5 separate regions of the Mus musculus genome follow, and regions 1, 3, 4 and 5 are each linked to region 2. Evidence: chromatin contacts called from public HiChIP or PLAC-seq and promoter capture Hi-C data. All regions are on one chromosome and are shown on one strand. Each heading gives the region's core, a stretch centred on a gene start, on an enhancer-like site or on the middle of the called end of the contact. The rest is flanking DNA. Distances are from core to core; before and after follow the strand shown.

Region 1 (2,799 bases), core at 156-2,655, 1.0 Mb after region 2:
TTGGCCCTTTATTCATATGGTTTCCACTTTCTTCTTCTCTAACTGTTATGACACCGTGGAGCCAAACAGAGGCCAGATGGAGCTCCTTGGCCTTAGGTTTTCATCTCTCAAACATTCTTTATAGAGTTGCCATTATAGAAACAGAACCACTGATGCCTAAAACATTTTCCTTCTCCACATCTGTCCCCGCACAACTAAGACAAGGAAGGACATGCCTGCTCTTCAAGTGACTGCCATGACAGGACTGCACACGCAGCCTTTGGCATGTCTCACTCACCATGAACATCTAGAACACACAAGGTGCTCAGTGCATCATTTTAGGAAGTGAGAACTCCAGCCACCCAGCCTCTGCTGGGCTCTCCGTCTCTGCCAGTCACAGGATTCTGGCTCCCAGCCCAAAACCATCAGCACTGACTACAGCTGACCGAAGGGCTGAGCCCACTGAATCACAATGGGGTGCCGGACAAGATACACAGGAAGTTCCAATTATACTTCTAATTAAAGTCTAATTGCTCTAACTTAGTGCGTATTTATCTAATAGGCCTGGAAAAATTAAAAACTAAATGACGGCGTACATACTACTTCTGAGCGAGCTTTGTGGCCCATTATTATTTTTAATGAAAAAAGGTTGGGAACTTTCAGTTATTCTAATCTTCTTAAATCCTGTCCTTTTCTTGAAGATTGTGTAGACAAATATATAGTTTCCGCACTTCGTAGAGCTTCTGACTTCCCATTTGGCATAGCATCTTAATCTAAGCAAGGGATATCAGAATTGGATGTAACCTAAAATAAGCAGAGAAACAGAGTTCTAAAATGCTACAATGATTTCAATAAATGTAATTGTTGTATGTAAATCGGTTAATGTTTAGAGCTGGGTTGTAAATTCAGCCTGTACAGCATTAGCTGATGAGGTGGCCCCCTCTTGTAAGACCAGCACATGGAGGAAGGCAACAAATATAGAAGTTTAAGGTCATCCTCAGCTATGTAGTAAGCTAAAAGCTACAAGATCCTGTTTCAAAAAAAAGGTTCATAATCAAAGGCAAAATCGCAGTGAGACATAATGAACTCATTCACATTGGTGACTCACGTTTTATGCATGTCTTCAAAGGTACAGTGGACTTTCACACAAAAAGAATTTTTGCCTTTCACTGACTTCAACAATTAGTTTCCTGTTAATCAAGACTGTAAATGTCACCTGAGGTTTACTTTAGCATAGACTTAAGACAACTTAGAAGAACCAAAGCCAATATCCGGAATGCCAGAACAAGCGATGAACTTTGATTCAAAGCAAATAATGTCATAAATTCTATAGCTGATGCAGCTTTCTCAGGGTTAAGAGCTGTCTTATCAGCCTGAAGCCAGAAGGAGGGCAGAGAGAGAGCAGACTCAAGGAACATGCCGAGGCATGTCTAAACCTTGCACTTCAAGTGCCAAGGCCAGTGGGGCATGCTAAAGAGATAGTTGTGTCATTGCTACTGTGGTCAAAGACACGGGTTGTCCTATAAGGTCTCAAAGCTGGAACCTGGAAAGAAAAGGCCTTTTAAGTATTACTAATTGAATTTGTAGTATTTGGATGACTTAGCCTCTTTCCAAAGACCTCTAAACAGACAATAAAAACAAACTCAGGAATCCCAAGTATAGATAGAAGTGCTCAGATCTTCAAGAAGGAAGGGACTCTTAAAGGGGTTCCAACACTAGAGAACTGTTCAGTGAGAAAAAATGGGCTTGGGTATCCATAAAAACTGGGCACATATCCGGATTCCCATGACTAACAGTGCACCCTGTTCATGGCTAAATAATCGCACTTACCTCAGGAAGGACTAGACTGGATAACCAGATTTTGCTTGAGAGTCGTAATTAACAACAAAATGAGAACAACTGATTTAATAAAAATTGTTTTTTAAAAACATCAGGCATTATGGGATTTCAAAATCACTTATAATTGTATATAGTAAATAATTTAATATCCCTTGGCTAGAAGTTCTTTCAAGACAATTATTTCATTCAGATGACATTCCTTGATTGGCTGACAATATTGTGCAATTATTAGTGATATAAAAAACCCACAAAGAACCTACTAAAGAAAGTTTAGTTAAGTTGTTTTAAAAAATAATTTTACCAAACAGCCAAATGAACTGTGATAAATGCTACCTTAGAATGGTATGAAAACCTTTCAAACAGTCTATATGTCAGAGTTGGGAGAGGCTTCTGAGAAAGCACAGTACTTCAGTTTCTACATGAAGACTGAGTAGGAATCTCTACAGCAGGGTCAAGGGGAGTTCAGCATAGATGTGGCTTTGAGTCTGGTAGAATTTGCTCCATAGAAAAAGATGATCTGTGAGCTAATTTTCTATGAGCTTTTGTCCATAAAAAAGCCAAAGAAAAAGAAATAAAGATGATGAGTTGTTGGCTCGAGGGGAGGGGCTCTGCTCTGTCCATCCATCCATCCATCCATCCATCCATCCATCCATCCATCCAAATGCAGTGGTGTAGCCATTTTCCTCTTTTTTTTCCTTTTTTTTTTTTTTTTTTTTTAGCTCACAGATAAAATGTTACACAAAATGGGAGTTACAAGAGGATATTCATATTAAGTTCAAAGCAGTGTTGCATTTTGTAAGCTTGTTATAAGTTGAAAACAACAGATTCACATGGCCTTGTTTTATAACCCACACCTGTGGCTTCATTCTTGGATTTGTCCTAGAATAAAAGTTTTTCCTTGAACACACACACAAGAAAGAAAGAAAGAAAGAAAGAAAGAAAGAAAGAAAGAAAGAAAGAAAGAAAGAAAGGAAGGAAGGA
Region 2 (2,745 bases), core at 85-2,584:
AACCTGGTGGGAAGTCTGGCTCAGTGGCAGAATGCTTGCCCTCCATGTAATCAGGCCCTGGATTCAGTCCTAGGCCTCCTCCATCTCCCTCAGTACTAACTACATGCGTAAACTACACTAACTACATTAGTACACTACATTCGTTAGTTAACGTAATCCTAACTTAATTAATGTGGGTAATCTTATTTCCAAAAGGGCCAGCTAACAACTGAAACCCGGGATCAGCAATCAAGTCTAAGCTTAGCAGAAAGCTTAGTTTCTTAGTTTCCCCCGTAGTAAATTCTAGCTCCAAGATTCTGGTCAAGTTACTTTAATTCTCTCTTCATTAGTAAAGACTCCATCCTATCTTGCAGGTCCTATTTTATGACCCTTCTGAATCCACAAAACAGAGCTATGACAACTACCCAAAGTTTGTCTTTAAAATGTCACACGCGGTTTTTTTTTTTTTCTGTATATCTAAATTCATTTTTCTCAGGTAAGCCATCCACAGCAGTTTCCAATTGGCTCTGCAAACTTCCCAGGAAGTGTATCCTAAACATAAAATCAAATGCCGGTTTTCCATGTCTTAATAATTAAAAAAGAAAAACATTAACAAATCATGTCACCAATAGAGCAGAAGAGTCCCTAGAGTGGTTAGCGCGCAGATCACTACAGCGTGCAAGAGGAGTAAGTATTGCCCCATGACACATTTGGGTGAACCTGAAAAGTAGGGTCTGAACCACCAACCCTAGGCAAACGCCCATTCTTACAGCTGATGGGGCAGGAACAGGTGGCATTGTGCCCCAAGAATATCGTTTTATTCTTAGCCACAAGCCTTCGCCAACAGCTGGGTCTTAACTTCCTTCCAGCCCCGTAGAGCCGGGTTTCAGCCGGCACCGAGGCTGGCCGGCCGACAGGTTAAAGGGAAGGAGGGAGGGGCCGCGCGGTCCGTCGCCGTGCCGGGTCCCCGAAGCCCTCCTGTCACCACGGCCCGGGCTGCACCGCCGCGTGGGGAGCTCGCGCGTCCGAGCAGGGGGAAGGAAAGAAGGCAGGCGACGGGAGCGGCGTAGACGCCCCGATCTCACCCACCCAGCCCGGCCCCAGCCCGGCCCGGCGACGCTGCGCTCACCGTCTCGGCTTCAGTGTGCTGGGGTCCGGCACTCTGACCCCCCATCACCCCACGGAGGAAATTCATCTTGTCGCTCAGCCGCCGGCTTCACCAGCCCCTCTGCCAAAGAAAACACGACCGCCCCCCGCCCCCCGTAGGGCCTAGCCCCCGAGCCGGCTCTCCGCACTCCCCGGCCTCCGCCACCGCCGCCTCCTACTCAGCAGCCTCTCCGGCCCCCCGAGCCCGGAAACAGCCGCGGACACCAGCCGCGGTGCGCATGCGCGGGGACGTGGCGTTACGTGGCGGCTCGAAGGGCGAAGGCAAAAGGGGAGAGGAGGGAGCCCCGGGCCGCAGGCCACGCCCACCTGCCCGGCCCCACAGGCCACGCCTACCAGCAGGCCTCCCACCACTTGGGCACGCCCCCTCCTCCTCCTTGCGCTGCTTGCTGCTGCTGGCCGCGGTCACCCACGTGGTCGCAGCCCTGCCCAGTCGGCTCCCGAGGCTCTGATTAGACTAGGAGCATCGGCTGGTAGGTGTTTTGTCGCCGAGAGCGGGACGGACTGCAAGCTGTCAAACCTGAGGGTTTATTTTTGTTGAGTCGAAAGTGAAATTTTCCTTTGGCCGGCGTGACAGGTAAGGGGGAGAAGGGTGTCCTGTCCCCTGGAAGATTCGTATGGTTCTTTCGGTTAAGCGGTACGAGCGAGGTGGCCTTTTGATCCTCGCAAATTGCATTTCTACCCAGGGCTTTGTTTGGTGGTAAAGGGGGTGCTAGAGACCCCTCATTCCACTACCACTCGAGGGCGCGTTTCTAAGTTCTTGCTCCTCAGCCCCGCTAAAAAGAATTCCTTGATCTAAACACCAGGTTCTCCGCTCATTTTCAAGTGTGAGAAGTAACCCCCTTCGTTTATCTCTAATAAGAGGTTGGAAATAAATTGTTCCATTGTGTCATTTTGGTAGCATAATGCCCCCCTTTTTAAAATTAATTCTTAATTTCTACGTTTTCAATGGTTTTAGCAAGCAGAATGTCATATTTCCAAATCGCTATACTTGTTCTTTCCAAATGAGGCTGCCAGGTACACATGGTTTTGCAAATTTCTTGACTCTGAAAGGGAGTCTAGTAAACCAACTGACTCATGCCTCTCTTGGTTTCAATTCCCCATAGGTCTCAGATGTGACGATTAAGACCTATGTCTCCCCCAGACTCCCTCTAAAAAGAAATCAGTATGCTTCCACGGTGTGCCCTAGCGTGCTCAGTAGTACCTCTACCCAAATAATCCCCTAGTCTGTAAGGAGGAATCCGAAGACTCCGGCTTTCCTCCTTCACCTGTCCAATGTTGAGTGTATGGTGTGCAGGAATATTTCTCAGATTCTTCCACACTGAGATTACAGCAGTAGGCTCCTAACTAGTTTGTCTACATCCAGCCCTGGCTTCCCACAGTACACCCTTGGGTGAGCCCAAGAGGAAGTATGTCAGTCCTCTTGTTAGAATCCTCCAGTGGTTCCCCGGTTTATATAATGACATCCAAACTCCTTAGTTTGGCAGACACACCTGTTAGGGTTGAAGCGCCAGTGTCCCTCAAATACTCAACATGTTTCTCTTGCTTTAGTATGCCCTTTCCCTCTTTGTGGGGCAGATTCCTGCTAGTTCCTTAAGCCTC
Region 3 (2,748 bases), core at 66-2,565, 1.1 Mb after region 2:
GCAGGGCTCACATTTAGAAGAGTAGTGGAAGATAGGCAGGTTTTCTCATCCCTGCTTCACTTCTTTCTCTTAAGAAAGAAAGAAAGAAAGAAAGAAAGAAAGAAAGAAAGAAAGAAAGAAAGAAAGAAAGAAAGAAAGAAAGAAAGAAAGGAAGGAAGGAAGGAAGGAAGGAAGGAAGGGAGAGAGAGAGAGAGAGAAAGAAAGAAAGAAAGAAAGAAAGAAAGAAAGAAAGAAAGAAAGAAAGAAAGAAAGAAAGAAAGAAAGAAAGAAAGGCAGTGTTTGGCAGGCACACCTACCTATCACTTCAGTTTAGCATCATCATCTCTCTGAAATAGCTGATTATCTAAAAAATTTTAGTTAAAAATTTTCAAATGTTCTCCATCAAACGCAACGTTCTGTCAAAAGTTTTAAAGAAGTCCCTTGAAATAAAGGGGGAAGAAGATACCTTCGGTGTTGTTAAATGTCCAGTTGCTCTGCTGTGCTGTGCTAGGAGGGATCACCTCTGCTTCTTCGCTCAGTGCTGCCTTCATTGCTGTGGTAGAGGAGGAAGAACATCTGTCACACGTGAGCTTCGTTTGTCTATGAATGACAGACCCAAAGTGGCTCTTATCCTGGGGTTCCCATCTTCTGTTCTGGTTCTAACTCATTGTTTCCACTGAGATCCAGAACCTGACAAGGGCAGTTCCAGAGTACTTTTTAGCTGTCCCCTTGACAAGAGTACAATTATGGAACAAGGAAATACACTCATTCTCAGGAGAAAGTTCATGTATTTACATAACTCATTTAATCACCACGCACAGCTTACTGTAGGGCAGTAGCTGTTATCAAGTGTGCTTCAATTATGAAAAGTAAACACTTCAGGCTTCTTTGAGAGAGAGAAAAGAGAGAGAGGGAGGGAGGGAGGGAGAGAGAGGGAGAGGGAGGGAGAGAGAGGGAGAGGGAGAGAGAGAGAGGGAGGGAGAGGGAGGGAGAGGGAGAGAGAGGGAGAGGGAGAGGGAGAGGGAGAGGGAGAGGGAGAGGGAGAGGGAGAGGGAGAGGGAGAGGGAGAGGGAGAGGGAGAGGGAGAGGGAGAGGGAGAGGGAGAGGGAGAGGGAGAGGGAGAGGGAGAGGGAGAGGGAGAGGGAGAGAGAGACATGTATTCTCTAAAAACATAATTAATCCACACGTTCCTTGTTTTGATCATTGCCGGGGAACAACTCTGAATCCAGAGAACTAAATCTTCCCATTGTAAGGTGGGACAAAGGTAACAAAAATGGAATTACGCACCTTTGAACAAGAGGCAGACTGCTATCAGAACCCCCAGAGCCATATTCTGAAGCTGCTCAAGTTCTTTCTCTGGTCCTCCTAGACGGAAGGGTGGAGGGTTTTTATTGCACTCTCTGAGTCTTTCTTCCATTTATATTTCACGAAGCGTCATCTGGCTGTTCTTACCAATCCAAAAACTATGTGCTCCTGGCAGCAGCATGAAGCCTGCGGGCACTCGCACACTTGTTTAGGATACCTAGGTTATCTAGAGATGTGATCAAGTTCTCTCTTGAAACACAGGTTTCCTGTCACCTGTGGGCATAATTGTCCATGTCAACGTTCTTAAAATTAAAAAATGAATGCAAATGTGGAAAATTCCCTGCTGCTGTGAACTGAACCACAGCTTTTCTAGTAGACTATGAAGGATCACAGCCAAGATCCCTGCAGAACAGCAGACAAGATAATCTGGTAGGGTCTGTGAAAGTCTCTGATGCTGCCCCGCTTACCTTCCATTATGGCCACTGAAAAAGGTCCTAAGCATATTTTAAAAATACTTTGTTCATATGGTTATAAATAAGAACACAATTTTGGTTTAAAAAAACATGTTTCTTATTTCATTTTTATTTTTGTTAATTAGTTGGATGTGTGATAAAGTTTATTAATTAAATAAAATTACTTCTAATACTATAACATTAACCTTTATGTCATTCTGGCATTTAATGCCTTATAAAGAAATCAGATGAACTGCTAAGCTCTAGGATCAACAGTGCTTAAGTCTGTCCTCATGGTAGGCTGCAGAGAATCAATATATTAATAATATTGAACCTATGTATGGTGGTAATAGCCATTACAAATTTTTCATTGAGGTAGCCTCTAGTTTGGCTAAATCTAATGAGCAGCTAGTCTTAATTGCATACAAACTCAAGGTTTTATTTTTACTGTTGGCCCAGTAATGATTAAAATGAGATTACAAAAGCCCAAATATGTAATTATGCCTATGCCTTTTTGTTTAAACTGTAGGGGTTACTTGTAAATTTTAACTGCCCTAAATAACTTTGAATATGAATATAGTTTGCTGAAGTGGTATGCCTTTCTACCTGGAGTTTTATCTGCTTATATTTTCTGAACCTTGAAAACTTGTTCAAAATTGGTTACCGTGTGAATCATGTCCACCAAGCAAATTAGATTTATCAGAAAAGATCCCTTTCCGTATTTAAATAAGAATTTGGCTTTAGAAATTACACAAGCATGAGCTTGCTGCACTCATTACAGCTTGGGCAATCACTTACCACAAGAGTCATCACTTCAAAGCTAAAGGAATATGTACCACTTGCCTTTCTTGTGTCTGCACACTGTAGCTCTAGTTTTATGATCTTAAAGTACTATTTAGTACATCAATTTCTGGGCATTATTTTTCACAAGAAAATAATAGTTGAATTATAAGTTAAAGAATTGTCTTAGCACCTTGTGGATAATTTCATTCGTAATCAACTAAGGATTAAA
Region 4 (2,700 bases), core at 186-2,685, 1.2 Mb after region 2:
CACACTGTTAAATATTAATGTAAAATAAAAACCACACACTTTGTGGAATAAATAAATACATAAATAAATAGGACCCTCAAAAGAAATTGTATAGTGTTGTCAGAAGCCAGCGTTCACCAGACAGGTGCCATCAGAGCAGTCTGTCTTCTTTCTCCGTTACTTGGGGACACCTCTGCAATCAGAAAAGAGTCATTGTTACAAATAGTCATCAAAGCCTTTCTTCTTTTATTCCAGCCCCTGAGGCTCCAGATGGGCTTTCTACATGTCTACACTTGCACCCAGAGTTCTGTACTGTCGGTTCCTGTGGAGTCAATCACTTGACTTGGAAAACAAAAACAAACAAAAACAAAAACAAACAAACAAAAACCTACTTCAGCATGGGTTAATTTACAAGTGTGACTTTAATCCTCTCTCACTCACAACTCTGTGATATAGCTGCTATTATCTCCCCTACTTGGCTTAAATTCAATAAATTATGTAACATTCACAGAGACCTTAGCCTTGAACTCAGGGAAATCTCACTGGCAAAAGAAGGCTCGGGCATGCTTTGCCAGCCCCTAAGGAGACTTTTAAAGGCTATTGGCGACTTCTCCATCTTTTAGGAACTGTTGCCACTGACCATTTGCATAGGGGTTTTGAGTGTGGTAATAATTATACACAATAGTAATTGTGTAATATACAATAGTAATTGTGTCCAAGAGGACACAATTCTCTAGCATCAGAACCAATTAATGATCTCAAATTAAGGTCAATTACCAAAATAATAACCACAACTTTCCGACCTCCTGATAAACACAGACTTTCCTTGATAGAATTAACGTTCAGGGGTCATATGCCAGTACTCCCACCCTTGACTCTAGTCTCGGGTACAAACACAAGTCACAACTCACTTTAGCATCTTTTGGACAATTTTCTGAACCAAGGGAGCTTCAGGGTCAAGGCAAGCCTCGCGACCATTCTTGAGTGTGGCTCTGCAGAGAGAAGGATAGACCCACATGTTAGGCATTCCCACTAGGAGAAGTGTGGGGGCGCGGGAGGGTTTGGGCGAGTCTGGAAGTGGCAGAAGCTAACCGGGAAGATACTCACATGACTTCGGTTTGGGTGCAGTGGGGCCCTGAGGGCAACACCTTCAAGCTCTGGATGTTCTTGAGGTGAATCCCAGCCATGGTCTGCAGGCACTGACAGCGCAGCTCATTGGCGATAGGCGCCCCTATGGGAGAAGACTCTTGGTCAGCGGGACTGTGGGAGGCTGCGCTCACCAGAGGTCCCTCCTCCCCCAGTGGCAGTGGCGAGACCTACCTGTGGCCAGGCGGCTGGTGGCCAGCAGCAGCAGCGCTGCACAGAGAAGCGAGCGGGTGGCTGGGATCATGGTGCTGTGTTGGAGTGTGGCTGGAGTCTGGAGTGCTGGAACTGGTTAGAGGCTCTGAGTCCTGTTGTGGAGCTCTAGGGCTCCCGCGAGCCCCTTTTATGCTCGAAACTCCAGAGCTCCGGGCCAGGGAAATTCCCGGAGTACAGGGTGTTTCCCTGCAACCGGAAAGGACATCGCTCCTCCCCCTTGCTCCACTCCCAAGGATTAGACTCTGGGATTTTTGCTTTTTGCCCCAAAGTCCCAAAGGGGAGGGAGTGACGTGCTTCGCTGGACAAGTGACGGCTGGGGGGTTGGGGGGGGGAGGAGTAGTGAGACTTCAGAGTCTCCAGTGCTCAGGGCGAGGTGGGTCACACGCGTTATGTGCACGTGGGCGCCACGCCACCTAGGATTCCACTTGGTGTACTACAGTGATTTGCGGGGATGGAAGCTTGTCTTGTTTTTTGAGTGTGGCAGATTAACGCATTCTTTAAAAAGACATCTACCCTCTCTTATCCCACGTGAGGTGGTTTGCTTTTGCCAACTGTTTTTGTGGTAAATCACAGTTGGTGGTTTGTATCAGGGAGGCATGTGAAGAGGGTGAGGAGAAAGATCACTGTCAAGGTTAGGTCCCTGTTTATTTTAGAATGCTGTAGCAATCTCCTCTTTGTTTTTTGAGCTTGGGAACTTCCCGAAAGTCCGAACTCCCGGTGTGGTTCCTGAAGCATCCCTACCCTGCTGTATAGCAGGTCATATTTTGTTTTGACTAAGGAAAGTCCACGGGAAAGCTGTGGGTTTTTTTCTGGGCTGAGGAGGGGGTTCCTAGATATAAAAGGCCACAGATGTCACAAGCACCAGTCTAACAGCAAAGGGCTATGGCTTTATATAACTATTAGTCTACTTGTACAACTATTTTCATGCTATCTGAATCTATCTGTATTGTAAAACTGAGTCTTTGAATATTATTATTATTATTATTATTATTATTATTATTATTATTAATTACTACTCAGGGTTACCTAGAACTAGCTATTGAACTTCCAAGCCTTCTCCTCCCACCTTCCAAGTGCTTCTTAGACTCAGGAGCCAATACACCAGACTTAGATAATTACTGACATATTTGTTGCTCTCTATTTAAACAATTTCAGAATCTGCCTGAATGCAGTCTTAGGTCTCCAGATTGTTGTCGTTATTGTTGTTTGTTTGTTTGTGTTTGTTTTTGTCATTGTTGGTATTTGAATGTAGATCCTAGCTGAACATCCATTGATTCTATGTCTCTGTGAGGGAGAACTGGAGCTATCATGTAAGAAACCCTTGGTCTGGGTGTACTCTACATGTGGAGCTACAGAGGCAGC
Region 5 (2,700 bases), core at 185-2,684, 1.1 Mb before region 2:
TCAGCTTTCTGCCCCTTGAGTCTCAGAGGCAATGTAAGCTTCAGTGCTTTCCATATGTTGCTTCCTGTGCCTATATTTTTCTTTGCCCAGTGGTTTCAAGACTCATCTTAAATGTCACTTCCTCAGAGAAACCTTTACTGAGAGCCCAGAGCAGGTTAAAGGCGTTTCCACACTGGTCTGAAATTTTCCATCTTAATCCTTCTGCTACTGACACTTGTTTATGAGGTCAGAAATCAAATACTGAGAGCCTTTCACATACAGAAATGCAGTATAAAACAAACTATACAAGATCCAGGCCATCCATGAGTTCATATGGGGAGGGGATGGCTATAGAGTAAAACAGTCTTTTGGGTAATTTCATACAGTGATCAATGGGTATCTCTGTGCCTGAGTTGCAAACTCCTTGAAGACAGGAGCCTTTTGTTTTCAAGCTAATTCCAGTTCTGTAAAAACCTGATCGGGTTTTTTTTTTGTTTTTGTTTTTGTTTTTTTCCAGTGATGTAAAATGAATGCTTGACTAGGTAAATGGTTAAGTTCCAGGTCTCCCCTTCTTCCCAAAGCTATCTGCATTCTTTTCATAAGTAGAACCATTGTAAGATTTGCAAAATTTACCAACTGGAGTAAAAAGTACTCAAGTAAATAAAACACATTTAGTTCACATTCGTTAAGGACCTAGTTAGTGATAAACAGGACCCTGAAATACTAGACATACTGGCTCATGACTAGAATTCCATTGGCGCACAGCCAAGCCGTCAGTAGTCTAATCCACTGTTTTTACAAGTAGCCTTAAGCACGCAGGATATGATCCCCTTAATTTTCTTAATTCTAAAGTGCTTCAGTCTCCCATCACCCACAGGATGGTTAAAAAGATGCATGTCCTTACTCACTAATAGGAACGGGACAACATAATTTTGCGTAAGGTCAACAAAGAATGTGATCTTTACACAAAAGATCTCCATCCACGTCTAATAAATTCGTTCAGGAGGGCTAAGGACAAGTTGGGCTGGGAAACACTGGGAGACTCTAGGTTGGGCGCAGGCGCTCACCCAGAAACCCTTCCCTGAGGCTAGGCTCCTTTCTTTCCAGAGGCGCATGCGCAGCACACTCTCCGGCCACTGCACGCCTCCTCGGCTAACAAGCCTCTTACGTCACCGAACAGGCGGCGGGGGTTCTTCCGCGCGCCCGAGGAAAAAGAGTCCGCGCACCTTTCCTTCTCTTTGTGCACACAAAATGCACTTTCCCTTTTCATCCCAGTCCCAGCGCCTTCCCCAGGTCGTCTCCGGAAGCTCGTCTTTGTTCAAACTCTCCTGTGCGTCCATAAGACACGGAAGTTCGTCTTTGTTCAAACTCTCCTATGCGTCCGTGGGACACCGGAGGTGGCCAGGAAGAGACGAGAACACTGGCGTTGTTTACAGACACGCGCGGCCGAAATCAGTCCGCGAGGGCGGGGCTAGGCGGCCGGCGCTTTTTCGTACGCTCCTCCCTCCCCAGCCTTCCCCCGCGAGCGGACGCGCCAGCGCCTCTGTCTCGCTTTTTCTTATTTTCTCCCCCTTTCCCCTTCCTTTTCTTTTCTTTTTTCCCCTTCCCCCCTTCCACCATTTCCCCTCGGAGGCGTTTCCCTCGGGCAGGGGCAGAGCCGGCCTCACCCCGCGCCTCTCCCCGGCCCCCGCCGCCCTATGGCGAGAGGGCGCCCCCTCCTCACCCGGGCACCAGCGGCGGCGGTCGGAGGAGCGGGACCGGCGGCGGCGGCCTCGGGCCCAGGGTCATCATGGAACTAGTTCGCTGAGTGACCCCTCGGCCGCAGCCGTGCGTCCCGCCCGAGTACCCGCGCCCGCCGGCCCGGTTTGCCCTCTTCTCCCTCCTCAGACGGCCCGGCCCTGGTCCCGCGCGCCCCGCTGCCGCGCGCCGAGGATCATGAGGTGGTAACGGGCCCCCGGATGACCCCGCGTCACCACTGTGAGGCCTACAGCTCTGCCGGGGAGGAGGAGGAGGAGGAAGAGGAGGAGAAGAAGAAGGTGAGGGCGGGGGCGCGGCGCGGTCGCCGTGCGCGCCGCTGGAGTGGGAGCTCGCGGGGGCGCGCGCCGCTCCCCCGAGGACCGGTCCCCTCGGCGAACCTTTCCTGGGCACCTCGGGGACCCCCTCGCCGTCTCTGGCAGCGCTGCGTGGGTTTCCTTTGAGCCCGGCCTTTTTTTCTTTTTTTTTTTTTTTTTTGGTCCCCAAGTAACTTGTAGCCACAGCCCGTCACCGACTGGGGTGCCAGTTCCAGGCTCCGCGAGCCAGTGCTAATAAAGAAGGTGACACACCCCCACCCACAGAAGCCACCGATCCCTCGTGACCACCGAACATAATTTACCGGGCAGAGTATTGTGAATGTCAAGCCAATAGTTATCTTCCTCTGCCCTACCCCCCCCCCCCCCCGCCACCCACACACCGCGCGCGGGAGTGTAACGTCGTCTAGGGCTTGGGCCGGTGGAGGAAACTAGAGAGGTGAGGGAACTGAGTTGCATCATAAAGGACAGAAAAATGCCGAATTTTGCAAGAGCTAAATGCTCTCTGCAGAGTTAGCCTGCTCCACCGCAGGTCATTTAGGCAGAAGTTGAACATTGTGTAGTAAATTCGTGGAAAGTGTGAGGTAAATAGATCAACGAGGTAAATGGATCAACTGAAGGTCTTAGAATAGCAAAGTAAAATACTTACGTT

What was found. Promoter capture Hi-C pulls out the DNA fragments that hold promoters and counts their contacts. HiChIP or PLAC-seq counts read pairs in DNA pulled down with a chosen protein or histone mark.
Region 1: a contact with region 2 is called in a FOXA1 HiChIP or PLAC-seq map of pancreatic cancer cells. The contact joins the enhancer-like site here to the promoter of Uso1 in region 2. A contact is called at or near these places in 4 of 39 promoter capture datasets (the 3T3-L1 cell line, hippocampal neurons, liver and 1 more) and 1 of 115 datasets of contacts at active chromatin or transcription factors (pancreatic cancer cells).
Region 3: a promoter capture Hi-C map of embryonic stem cells shows a contact between it and region 2, with 2.7 times the contacts expected there. The contact joins the promoter of Epgn here to the promoter of Uso1 in region 2. A contact is called at or near these places in 3 of 39 promoter capture datasets (the 3T3-L1 cell line, embryonic stem cells and liver) and 1 of 115 datasets of contacts at active chromatin or transcription factors (pancreatic cancer cells).
Region 4: a promoter capture Hi-C map of liver shows a contact between it and region 2, with 2.5 times the contacts expected there. The contact joins the promoter of Cxcl1 here to the promoter of Uso1 in region 2. A contact is called at or near these places in 4 of 39 promoter capture datasets (the 3T3-L1 cell line, cranial neural crest, liver and 1 more) and 1 of 115 datasets of contacts at active chromatin or transcription factors (bone marrow-derived macrophages).
Region 5: a promoter capture Hi-C map of pre-B cells shows a contact between it and region 2. The contact joins the promoter of Ccni here to the promoter of Uso1 in region 2. A contact is called at or near these places in 3 of 39 promoter capture datasets (the C10 cell line and pre-B cells), 1 of 484 Hi-C or Micro-C datasets (CD4 T cells), 1 of 115 datasets of contacts at active chromatin or transcription factors (astrocytes) and 1 of 9 other capture datasets (liver).

Annotation. Positions count from the first base shown.
Region 1 is chr5:91,108,802-91,111,600 of GRCm38.p6, reverse strand. No RefSeq gene overlaps it. Among named protein-coding and RNA genes, the nearest start is that of Areg, 29 kb to the left of the region's middle. Within about 2 kb of position 1,405, at least 58 of the 459 cell types and tissues checked have an H3K27ac peak or open chromatin away from gene starts, as enhancers often do. A contact at or near this core is called in pancreatic cancer cells, where this site is marked.
Region 2 is chr5:92,136,527-92,139,271 of GRCm38.p6, reverse strand. It overlaps Uso1 (USO1 vesicle docking factor), which reads right to left and starts at 1,334. Exons shown (of 24, transcript NM_019490.1): 1 at 1,109-1,334. The coding sequence starts at 1,174. It also overlaps a transcript of G3bp2 not described here.
Region 3 is chr5:91,026,084-91,028,831 of GRCm38.p6, reverse strand. It overlaps Epgn (epithelial mitogen), which reads right to left and starts at 1,315. Exons shown (of 5, transcript NM_053087.2): 1 at 1,267-1,315; 2 at 446-532. The coding sequence starts at 1,309.
Region 4 is chr5:90,889,980-90,892,679 of GRCm38.p6, reverse strand. Cxcl1 (chemokine (C-X-C motif) ligand 1) reads right to left here and starts at 1,435. Exons shown (of 4, transcript NM_008176.3): 1 at 1,300-1,435; 2 at 1,087-1,210; 3 at 891-971; 4 at 1-172. The coding sequence starts at 1,369. The coding sequence ends at 157.
Region 5 is chr5:93,205,229-93,207,928 of GRCm38.p6, reverse strand. Ccni (cyclin I) reads left to right here and starts at 1,434. Exons shown (of 7, transcript NM_017367.3): 1 at 1,434-2,015. It overlaps 2010109A12Rik (RIKEN cDNA 2010109A12 gene), which reads right to left and starts at 1,411. Exons shown (of 3, transcript NM_029363.1): 1 at 1,206-1,411. The coding sequence starts at 1,249.